2 separate regions of the Triticum aestivum genome follow, and region 2 is linked to region 1. Evidence: chromatin contacts called from public HiCAR-type data. All regions are on one chromosome and are shown on one strand. Each heading gives the region's core, a stretch centred on a gene start, on an enhancer-like site or on the middle of the called end of the contact. The rest is flanking DNA. Distances are from core to core; before and after follow the strand shown. Region 1 holds the start of LOC123078844 (mitochondrial carrier protein CoAc1). Region 2 holds the start of LOC123078846 (probable cytokinin riboside 5'-monophosphate phosphoribohydrolase LOGL1).

Region 1 (5,658 bases), core at 530-3,029:
TATCAAACCAATTTGATACTCAGTACTAAGACTGTGCTCTACGATTGAGTATGAATATGTAAGCACAGGAGTACACAGTAATACGACAACAACAAAGCCTGCTAAAATGTGAGCACACAGTACAATACCTGGAATGCAAGCTTGGTCCTAGCCAAGTCCAAGGGATAAGTGCACAAGACTGCAGTCCCCCCTGATGCTGAGCCTGCTAAAAGATCTACCACAGGTCCTGTGCCAAGTGTAGGGCAGTTACCCAAGATCCAACACCTGTATCGCTCATACGCCATATAATGTAATGCAGCATAAGGAACAATTCTTAACACACTGGCACCATTTCCCCTGAAGTAGTACCAAGGCATGGTTAGCTAAACATATTATATGCATCTTCTGTAATAATAGTATACAAGTAATGACTTGAATTGCAACATACTTGTAAAATCCCAAGACGCCATCATGTTTTCTCAGTTTATTCAAGGATTTCAGAACTCCGAGAGACCTGAACTCATTTGTTCTAGTCTGCAGAATCAGAAAGTAAGAATGTGTTAGCAATCATAATCATTTAGAAACTTATAACTTGAATGAGAACATCTAAACCTCCCAAAATAGTATCACGCGCAAATTAGGCATGCAAAACTAATGAAGCAGCTGGCAGCTACTGCCGCATCTTGCATATACAAGACCAACAGAAGCAGACACTATCAATCCTATGGAAGTGGAACTTGCTACCTCTCACATCAAGAATAGCCTTCTTTACAAAAGATGAATAAGAGGATTCACCAAATGGCACCACAAGTTGCATGGAGAAGATGTCAGAATGCTGAGAAAATCTCTCATGACCATATCCCAGCAATGCAGCCCTCCAAAATCTCTCATGCTTAATGGAACAACGTTAATAGACCTAGGCATGCTTATGGTACAGAATGTAGAAGCGCCTATAGCACAGCCTCACATCTGCAAGTCTGCAACTGCCAGGCGTGCCATGTAAATCGGTTTCACTAACACAGAGCTAATGTTCTATGTCAACAGAACTGATGCACAAAGGCACACTTGCGAATCAGTTTCATTGGCATGGGACTCGTGTCGAGGGACGTCCAGTCACATTCAATCACAGGCTTAGGAGAGGCGTGTCCTTCTCAATATTAAGGAGCGTGTTATCACATTCACGGGCTTCAAAATCGCCTTTCGACTAACAACAATCTTGACGTTGACATATCATGCCTAAAGCCGCATACCCACGAAAACTCCATGAACAAAATCTCTATCATCCATGTGGGCGGAGGAAACGAACCTGTAGCAATATCTTGAGGCGCTCGAGCGGCGCGATGGCGGTCTTGGAGAAAGCACCGGCGACCCCGCCGGCAATCATCTCCTTGGCGAAGACGGGCATGAGGTCCAGCGCGCAGAGGTCGACCCGGGCCGCCGCCACGGCAGCCGAGCCCTGCGAGGGGGTACCCATGCCGACGGCGCGCTCCTTTCATCCAAATCAAGCACCCCCAGCGCGAAGAATATCCTCCTGGGGCGCCGGCCCGAAGGATCCCGCCGGGCGGGTCACGCGCGCGGCGGTCCGGTCAGGCCAGCCCGGCCTTGCGGCCCACGGCTCCTCCGCCGCCGCCGGATTTGACCGAGGCGACGACCTGCTTCCCACGGCCACGGGGGTCGATTTGCGGTTTGCTCTTGCACTTTTTTTTGGAGATATATAATATAATAAAAATGAATGTTGAGGATGGAGGGGGAGAAGTGCAGGGCGTGGCGTGGTGGCGGTGGCCGAAGGGGCGATGAGTAATATGCGGGAGAATCTTCGCGGCCAAACCTTAAATATCAACGCCGGTTGCCAGGAAAGCAGGTGTGCTGCTTTGGTTCGCGTGTGGCGCCCTACTACCCGTGCGTGGAAATGTCTGGCGAGTCTTGTTCCGAAACGTGCAGTCCAAGGAGTCGTACACGTGAAGAGTCCAAATTGCACTTTTCCCTTTTGAGATGAGAATCCGCCCATCGTTCGGCGGAAACATGTCCGATTTGTGCAACTTCAATGCAAAAAGAGATCACATCGAAGGAGTACAAAGGAATCATCTGGTAATAAAACTTTGGATGTGTCTAGGACACATCTAAATATGCTCTAATTATTGCACATCTAGAATCAAGCATAAAGAGAAAAAAATATCCACACGAATCTCAATGTAAGATTAATGACATGGGACTTAGATGTGCAATAATTATGGAACATCTAGATGTGCTTTAGCAAAACTGTAAAACTTTTTTGCAGGGTAATAATGAGTTTTTATCCATTTTGGCACTAATTGTGTCGCACTAAATAATTGCCACTAAAAATTTCAACTTCTCAAAAATGACTATTAAGTGTGCAAAAAAACACCACGCAACACCGTTATCATTTGGTCAAAGGCCATTGATCGGGTTGAAGTGACCAAAATACCCCTAAACCACACTTATCAACGCTATCCTATAACCCGTGGGTCCCAGTTGTCAGCACAGAGAATGAAACTATAACCAAAAGTAACAAGACGTGGGGATTCGTTCACCCGCACGTGAAACTTAAAAATTAGGACCCATATGTTACAGTGAGTCGTGGAGGGAACACTGGCAAGTGGTGTCCGGGGATATTTTGGTCACTTCACCCTGGTCAATGATCTTTGACCGATCGGTAATGGTATCGAGTGACTTTTTAGCACATGCTTACCGGAAGGATGTATTTTTCAAGTAGTTGAAAACTTCTAATGAAAATTTTGAATGGTATGACACAACTACCGTAAAATTGCTAGAGCATCTGCAACCGGACCCCTCAAACCCACCTCATACGCCTGGGCGGGCTGCCCATCCACGATTTTTTGACGCAGACGGGCCCTTCAAACGGCCCTCAAACGCCCGGGTTGACCGGCACCCCCATATCCAGCCCAAATATGGGGTGGATATGGGGGCGCCTAGGCGCCCGAGCACGCCCGCCACGTCGGACTGACGAAAGGGTCCCGGCCGGAAACGCCCTCAAACCCAGCGGTCCGAAACTCGTCTCCTCCGTCGGACCGGTGGCGCAGCTCCAGCAGGCCGCGTGGTGCATTGCCCGGCTATTTAAGTCGACCGGCGGCACCGAAACCCTACCATCCATCCCCATTTTTCTCCTCATGTCCGCCGCCGCCGCCACTTTCCACTCCACCCTTCCGCCTAGTAGCCATGCCCCCATGCCGCCGGGTGAGGAGCGAGCCCTTTCTGACGCCGGAGCGCCGGCTCGAGCTCCTTGAGCAGATCCCGGCTAGGCGCTAAGCCCGGATCGCCGCGGGGCTACCTCCGGATGAAGTGGATCCGGAGGAGGAGTTGGAGGAGGAGGTGGTGGTGGAGGAGGACGAGGGCGATGGCGAAGAGGCAGGCCATCCTCGATTCCCTCTGGACGGAGTCGGCTGTGGAGGCAAGACGCCGTCATCAGCAAGAGATGGAGGCGCAAGAGACCGCGGAGGAGGCGGAGATGTTCGCCTACATGGATGAGGTCGAGCAGGAGGAGGATGAGTCGAAGCCCTCCTACCCGGCACCGTCGTCGTGGACATCTGCGAGTACGTAGATTAGCCAGGGTAGTACGTAGATGTAGTGCGTAGGATTACTTTTACACGTTTTGTATGGATCTAGGGGTTGAAAACTGGCAGAGGCAGATGCAAAGTGGCTAATTTAAGGCGTGCCTGGTCAATGCACGCGGGCGCGTCCGGGCGCGTCCGCGGGCGTTTGAGGGGCCTGATTTGCAAAGTCTGGTTGTAGGTGCTCTTAAAAGGCCAATACTTTAAGCGCTCCCTTTGCACAGTGATGTGGAGTGGTATGTTGGAGTTGAAATCCTCAAAAGGATGAGAGATAGGCCTTCATCTCTCTCAGAATATAAAATACTCCCTCCGTCCGGTGAAGAGTGCACATCTAGAGATTTTACGACAAATTATGAAGTGAAATAAAAAATGCATTCGAAAAGCGCAAGCTACCATCTCTCTCTTCTTTAATTAACCAACCCCCAATGTGCTAAGTGCATGTAGAAATTAAGAATACCATGTGCAGATTGTTATTGGTCTTGATTACCGTGTGATGAGAGAGAAGTATTTTTTTCTACTTTAAAGTGCATTGGGAAGATAGAAGTACACTCTTTTATGGACAAATTTTGAAGCCAAACGTACACTCTTTACCGGACGGAGGGAGTAGCATGTAAAGGAATTTGGACGTGATAGGCAAGGCAGACGTTTATCATCTCATTTAACCCGCGCCCACTGCGTGTGGCTGTGCCCGAGAAGTCCCGGGTAACTTCTGCCTCGATTGTTACCCAAGTGGACACACCAAGGGTGAGTATCTGGACATGTAACGTTTGCCTTTATAATTCAGGACATGACATGAAGTCAACAAAGCCTCTCCCACCATGCCTTAGATAAAATAAGCAGTGTCTAACATGGCATTCATCAAGTCAGTCAATGTGCGACTTTCTCTCTCGGTAACCCCGTTTGATTGGGGCGAATAGGGAGGCGTCCTCTCGTGAATAATACCGTGTTCCTCACAAAATTCATTAATACTTTGGGAAAATACTCTCCACCACGATCCGACCTAACACGCTTGATCTTTCTCTCTAGTTTACTTTCAACTTCAGCTTTATAGATTTTAAAGTAGTCTAAAGCTTCAACTTTAGTTTGCAACAAATAAACATAGCAGCATATAGTCGCATCATCAATCAACGTTATAAATATCTCTTTTTGCCTTTTGTCAACACACCTTTCTCTCACATAGATCAGAATGTATGAGTTCTAGAGGTGTCAAGTTCCTATCCTCGGCAGCCGTAGGAGGCTTTCGAGGTTGCTTCGATTGCACTCAACTATGGCACTTAGAACCTTTGGCAACAGTGAAATTCGGAATTAGACTCATACTGGATAGCCGAGACATTAAACCAAAATTAATGTGGCATAAACGAGAGTGCCAAACACTTGCATCATCATTAATACTAGCACAAATTTGGTTTACTGACTTATTGCAAAAATCTGAAAGGGAAAAGTAGAACATGTCTCCGCACTCATAGCATTTTGTTGGAAATATGCCTTAGAGGCTGTTGGGAAACGTAGTAGAAAACAAAAAATATATCGCCCTACGAACACCCAGGAACAATATGAATATGCATAACGGGTTGTGATCAACGATCGTTACCAACTCCGGTAGTGCAGCGGAAGTAAACGAGTCAGTGTAGATCATACTTGAAGTCCCTCGAACATCGATCACGATCCCGCGAACCGCCCATGAACGATCCCTCGAACGGAAGACCGAAAGCACGGCCTCTCTACTTGATTGCAAAGCGTACGGTCTTCACGATCGGGCAGTGCTTTGCCGTCCAGAGCTAATCATCGCTGGATAATTAGAGGGAGGAGATTAGTGTTGGGAAACGTTGCATGGAAAACAAAAAATTTCAACGCACACGCAATATCTATCCATGGAGATGCATAACAACAAGAGGGGAGAGCGTGTCTACGTACCCTCATAGACTGTAAGCGGAAGCATTTAGTAACGCGGTTGATGTAGTCGAACTTCTTCGCGATCCAACCGATCGAGTACCGAACATACGGCACCTCCGCGTTCAGCACACGTTCAGCTTGGTGAGGTCCTCGCCTTCTTGATCCAACAAGACGGCGAAGTAGTGGATGAGTTCCG
Region 2 (5,616 bases), core at 2,874-5,373, 380 kb after region 1:
TCCTGCACGCGGCCAGCGCTAGGTGCATGTGCCCGCGCCTCCGGCTCGCCCGCGCACTTCAAAGTCGGAGGCACGCACCGCGCGCCGCGAGAGGCAGCGTGCACGGGACAGGGAGGCGGTGGAGCAATTCGCCCGCCGCCGCCGCGGGACGGAGCCGGACACCGACAAGGACGCGTGTCTCCTCGCATGGGTGTACCATTGCTCCCTCACGACGGCGGAGACGGACGCTCGCCGCCTCCGACGGAAGAACGCCAAGGCGCTCCGGCTAGACATTGAGCAGTCGGAGCGCGAGGCAAAGGAGGCAACGGCGGAGAAGGCTCGGGTGGCAAGGTTGAAGCGGGAGCAGGACAGGGGGTCTGTCGGATGAAGGGGCTCATTGTCCTCTCCGACTCTGACGGCGGCGACAGCGGCACCTCGTCGTCTGACGACCAAGACCCTCCACCAGGCTCCGACACCTACAGCTGCGCCGGCGACCGGAAGGGCAAAGGCCCGGCAAGGAAGTGGTGATTCCAGCCCCCTCTTCCTCGATGTTTATATCGTTTTAGTTGTAGAAGTTTATGAACTTTTCCGTAGATGACCTGTGATCTTTTGGATGTGGTGAGGTATGTTTATGTCCATTTGCAGCTGATCTTGTGTTCCTTTACAACTCAATTTTGTTGTCCGTCGTCTGATCACATAGGATAGATCAACGCGTGCATGGGTAGTATGGATATGAGACGCCGGATATGAGATACGCGGATGTAGGACGGCAAATTTGAGGTGTTCCCGATCACTGTCCGCGGCGTTTGAGAGGTCGGATTTGCCATATGTAGTTATAGATGCTCTAATTAAGAGCAACTCTAGCAGACCCCGCATCCTGCCGGCCCGCAAAACGCGTTTGCAGTTCGCGGAAAAACGGCTTTCCGGGCCGGCGCGGACGGACGCAGAGGCAGACCCCCCAAATGGACCCGTATAAAAGGATATTCATGGAATATACTTTTTTACGGGTCGGCTTTGCGGGGTCTGCTCTTGCGCCACTGCATCCCGCATCCCACCAGCCCACAAATATCAAATCCATAGCACAAAAATAAAACAAACATCCACACTACAAAATAATTATTCAAATCACGGAAGCAAACTAAATAATTATTCAATGCCAACATAATACAACAATCATCCAGATTAAAAATAATTATTCAAATCACCAAAGCAAACTAAATAATGCAATACAAAACTTGTCCCGAATACAAATACAAATGAATAGAAATTTTGAGTTTGTTACTGTCCAGCCCTTTGCCAATGGTGCTCAATGAGATCCTCCTGAAGTTGAAAGTGGGTGTTTGCATTTTCAATCTCTTTGTAGGTCTTAAGAAAAGCTCTAATGAGGTTAGGGTCTCTAGCTGGTTTGACATGACTACCCACATTGTCGTAGAAGAACTCCAAGTTCATTCGTATCTAATCTTCGAGAATCATATTGTGAAGGATAACACAGCATGTCATGATATTTTTCAAGGTCCTCTTGTCCCAAAAACGAGCAGGACCACGAACAATGGCAAACCTAGACAAAACCCCGAATGCTCTTTCAATGTCTTTTCGGGCTGCCTCTTGCACCCTTGCGAATTCACAATGTTTTCTAGTTTTGGGATCTTTGATGCTCTTGACAAAGGTGCACCAAGGAGGGTATATACCATCTGCAAGTGCCATCACTAATGTCTGTTGCCGAGAGGTCGCAAGCATCGTCTCAACATCCGAGTCGTCCAAATCGGACGAATGGGAGAGCAAGAACTTCTCGCATGGGCTCAATTCCTTCTACATGGACAAGAATCACACGCCGCGTCAATCAACTAGGCATACCGCTCGTCACAAAGCACAAAACAAACACTAATCGGCGGCTCGTGTGGCGGGTGATCCCGGGCGGCAACGAGGGGCGGGCTCGACGGCGGTCGATCCCCGGCGGCGACAGCGACGAGGGGCGGCTCTTCTCGCCGGATCGGGGGGCGGTGCAGCTTATCGGTGCTGGAGGGTGGGGGCGCCCCCGCGGCGCGATTCCGCCCGCAGATTTGGCCGGAATCGCCGGCGGCAGACGGGCGGAACCAAAGGCGGGCGGCGGCGAAGGAGATGGGGAAAGGCGCGCGGACTGAAATGTCCCTTCCGCTAACCGCTTCACTGAGATACGAGGCACCGCAGGGGCGAGGAGGAAACCCGCGTATTCACGGTTTGGGCCGAGATTTTACCGCGCACCTCAAAAAAAATTACGGGCCGACCGCGTTTGCTGCGTCTGTTCGGGCGGGATTTTCCGCGCCGACCCGCATTTTGATGGTTATTTTGCGGGTCAGGGTTTTTTCCGGGGTCTGGTAGAGTTGCTCTAAGCAGACTCGGCACACACAACTCCATCGCCACGACAGGTGATGTAGTCACATAGCTCAGCAGTTCAGCACACAGCACCTGTTTGGCGTGTTCAAAAGTTCGAATCTTGCAAAGGAAATCTTTTCGCATCTGTTTCAACCACCCCACGGGTTCATTTATAGTATAACTAGATCTTCCAAACAAAGCAAATTTTGCGTGAACAGGTCTAGGGTCTTATCTTTACAGTGTGAACTGCCGCTTTCTCTAAGCTTTTTTTTTCTTCTACCACGTCAGTTCCAAAAAATTGTTTTTTTAGGATCAGTACCAAAATATTGGTTGTGAACTAAAACCATGACAAGTATTTTGGAATAAAAATACTTTTTAATACTTGTTCTGAACTAAAACCTCGACAAATACTCCTTTTTCTTCTACATTATTTTTTAGTGCGAAGGCGCAACAAGCGTCCGGCTTCTCAGGCAGGAATTTTTGGAACATGGTTCCACACGCATCGGTTGAAACACTAAAAAGCGGTTTTTTGATAATAAAAAATGTATGTGTATATGTATTTTCAAAGTTAATTTTTTTTAAGTTTGGCCAATTTTATTGAGAGAAAATCAACACTAGTTATACCAAATAAATACAATATAATACAATACATGTTTCGTGGTATATCTAATGATACTTATTTTGATATTATAAATGTACATAATTTTGCCTATGAACTTGATCCAACCATCCAACCTTACTAATATTGAGTTCTAAAACAAATATGCATCATAGTTTAGGAGAGAGAGAGAGAGAGAGAGTATCTAAAAAAGTAGTACAATCGCATAACAGAATCACGACTGTTAGTACTACCTTGCTCTTGTTGTTTTTTTCCAGATACTACGGCGTCAAAACAACAGTTCAATAAATCTGAACAGGTGTACACATGGCCACAATGTCTTCAATAATACTCGATTATCATGCATTAGGGTGTATGCTTCATGTACTCCCTTCGTCCCACAATATAAGATCATCTTTCAAGCTAACATGATTTAAAAAACGATCTTATATCGTGGGATGGAGGGAGTAGCTTTTAAAAACCTTCGAGGTTAGCCTAGCTTGTACAAGTTTAGTCTTCTACAATTTCTTCGATTAAATTATAGTGCAAAGTTAATGTAAGCCTCAACGTCTTTCTAACATAGGATTAGGTCAACAAACTAGTGATTGGATGGTTAAGAGGACTATTATATCCTCAGTCCACGACAGATCAAACCCCAAATTGACGTTTTGGTGTTTTATTAATGCGGATTATTTCTTTCAATGAGAAGCGATGTTTCCATTGATGACGAGGCGCCCGTGACGAATTTGTCAATCTTAAAACCCCGCAACTTCAACCCAGTTCTTGCGTGTTGGTGTGAGGGTGTGCGTGTGTGCCTGCATTGTAATCGGTGCTTTTCAAAAGAGAAAAGACCTAACCTACTCCATAAATGTCGAATTGGCATTTTTGTCATTGCACAAGGTCAAGGTCATCGTGCACACCCTTTTTTTTATCACAGAATGTTAACATCGTGCGTAATTACATCGGGAAAAAAACATGCCAGGAAAGTAAGGAATTGTGATCTTCAACAGAGCACGCCACCTTGGAATAGACCATTTTCCCAATTAAAAGGGCTTCGTTGCTATGTGACGTAGATTGAGAGGGTCAAACTGCAAAAGGAAAGCCATCGGACACTTGGGCTCTTCTGGCGCAACATGGGCCGCTCGAATGACCCACCAAATTGATCACGACATAATAAAAGGACAGTCGCGTCAGAATCCTTAATGCCGCCTTCATTTGAAGCTTCTCCCCCAGATACGATACGAGAGATAACACACGGCACCGGGTAGAAGAACGAGCCGAACCCAAACACCTCCCTCTCCTCTCCTCTCCTCCTCCACGACGGCTCTTAACCCCATCCTCCCGCCCCGGACCCGAGAGGAAACAAGCCAGGCCATGGGCGACACCACCGCGGCCGCGCCCGCGCCGCCGAGGAAGTTCGGCAGGATCTGCGTCTTCTGCGGCAGCAACTCCGGCAATCGCGCGGTGTTCGGCGACGCGGCGCTCGAGCTCGGCCAGGGGCTGGTGAGTAATGCGCTGGAATGCCGAGGCTGCGCGCGCCCTGTTCCCGGGCGGCCGGGCGCCCCAGAATCCGACGTTCACGGTGGGATTTCCTTTCCTTGCAGGTGACGAGGGGGGTCGATCTGGTCTATGGCGGCGGCAGCATCGGCTTGATGGGCCTGATCGCCCAGACGGTTCTGGATGGCGGCTGCCGCGTCCTCGGGTACCTCGCCGGCCGCCTCTGTTTACAGTCCCTTATATAGTAGTAGTACTCTGCAACCTTCCTAATGGGGTATGTATCTATCCGTTCGATTGTTTTACAGGGTGATTCCAAGAGCACTCATGCCCCTTGAGGTGCGTACCAATCTCTTTCCTTCTAGGTTTTCTTATTGTTCTTATTATGCGTATATATGCGTAGAAATACAGATTGATACGTCATTGTTAATTGCCTAATCGGTTCGTTAGAGAGAGAAATAAGTTTCTGCTACGCAGTGAAGTAGTAGCCGCACGACTCGTCTCTCTGCCTAGAAATTTGGCACGGAATTTCGGAACACTTGCCGATGGATGGGCCATCTGAATCCTATCCTTTTGTTTGGCCCCACCTGTCGGTCTCACGACTTTTCGCGATCACCTAGCAAATATATACTAGTGCTATCTATCTCTGTTGGTCACCCACTCACCATTTGATTCCCGTTTTCTGTTGGGTCCAGACCGATTCACCTTTGCTTGTGGGGTTACAAATAGGTATGTGATCATTGAGGAATTGGACTAGAATAGGGCTGAAATTCCCGACCGTCCGTTTCAGGCCTGTTTCCAATTTCCATACACGCAAAAATGAACCGTCAGCTTGGACTTTTGGGCGGTACAACTTGGAGTTGTAAAGTTGGCCGCTCGGTGGATGTAATAATAGTGTTCAATTTGCCTGCCATGAGGTCGGTCGTCACAAGTTGAGTGAGAAAAGTACGCAAGCAGTGGAGTTTGAATTGCACCATTATGCCTATAGTATGTATATATTGAATTGATGTGGAAGTGCTACTGTCCAAACATCTCTCAACTTTGTAGGATGGTGATAGGAGAAATCTGAAAATGATGTATATGTAGCCTATTTCATTTCTTTGCGTAATGAAACACAAAAACTTGTGTTTCAGATATCTGGTGCAAGTGTTGGAGAAGTAAAGATAGTCTCTGACATGCATGAGAGGAAAGCT

What was found. HiCAR-type assays count read pairs that join an accessible place to other places.
Region 2: a contact with region 1 is called in a HiCAR-type map of leaf, with 6 times the contacts expected there. The contact joins the promoter of LOC123078846 here to the promoter of LOC123078844 in region 1. A contact is called at or near these places in 3 of 5 Hi-C or Micro-C datasets (all in leaf) and 1 of 1 datasets of contacts at active chromatin or transcription factors (leaf).

What each region holds. Positions count from the first base shown.
Region 1 is chr3D:353,777,545-353,783,202 of IWGSC CS RefSeq v2.1, forward strand. LOC123078844 (mitochondrial carrier protein CoAc1) reads right to left here and starts at 1,780. Exons shown (of 7, transcript XM_044501479.1): 1 at 1,286-1,780; 2 at 428-513; 3 at 129-336. The coding sequence starts at 1,453.
Region 2 is chr3D:354,159,536-354,165,151 of IWGSC CS RefSeq v2.1, forward strand. LOC123078846 (probable cytokinin riboside 5'-monophosphate phosphoribohydrolase LOGL1) reads left to right here and starts at 4,124. Exons shown (of 7, transcript XM_044501483.1): 1 at 4,124-4,432; 2 at 4,534-4,631; 3 at 4,732-4,762; 4 at 5,557-5,616. The coding sequence starts at 4,304.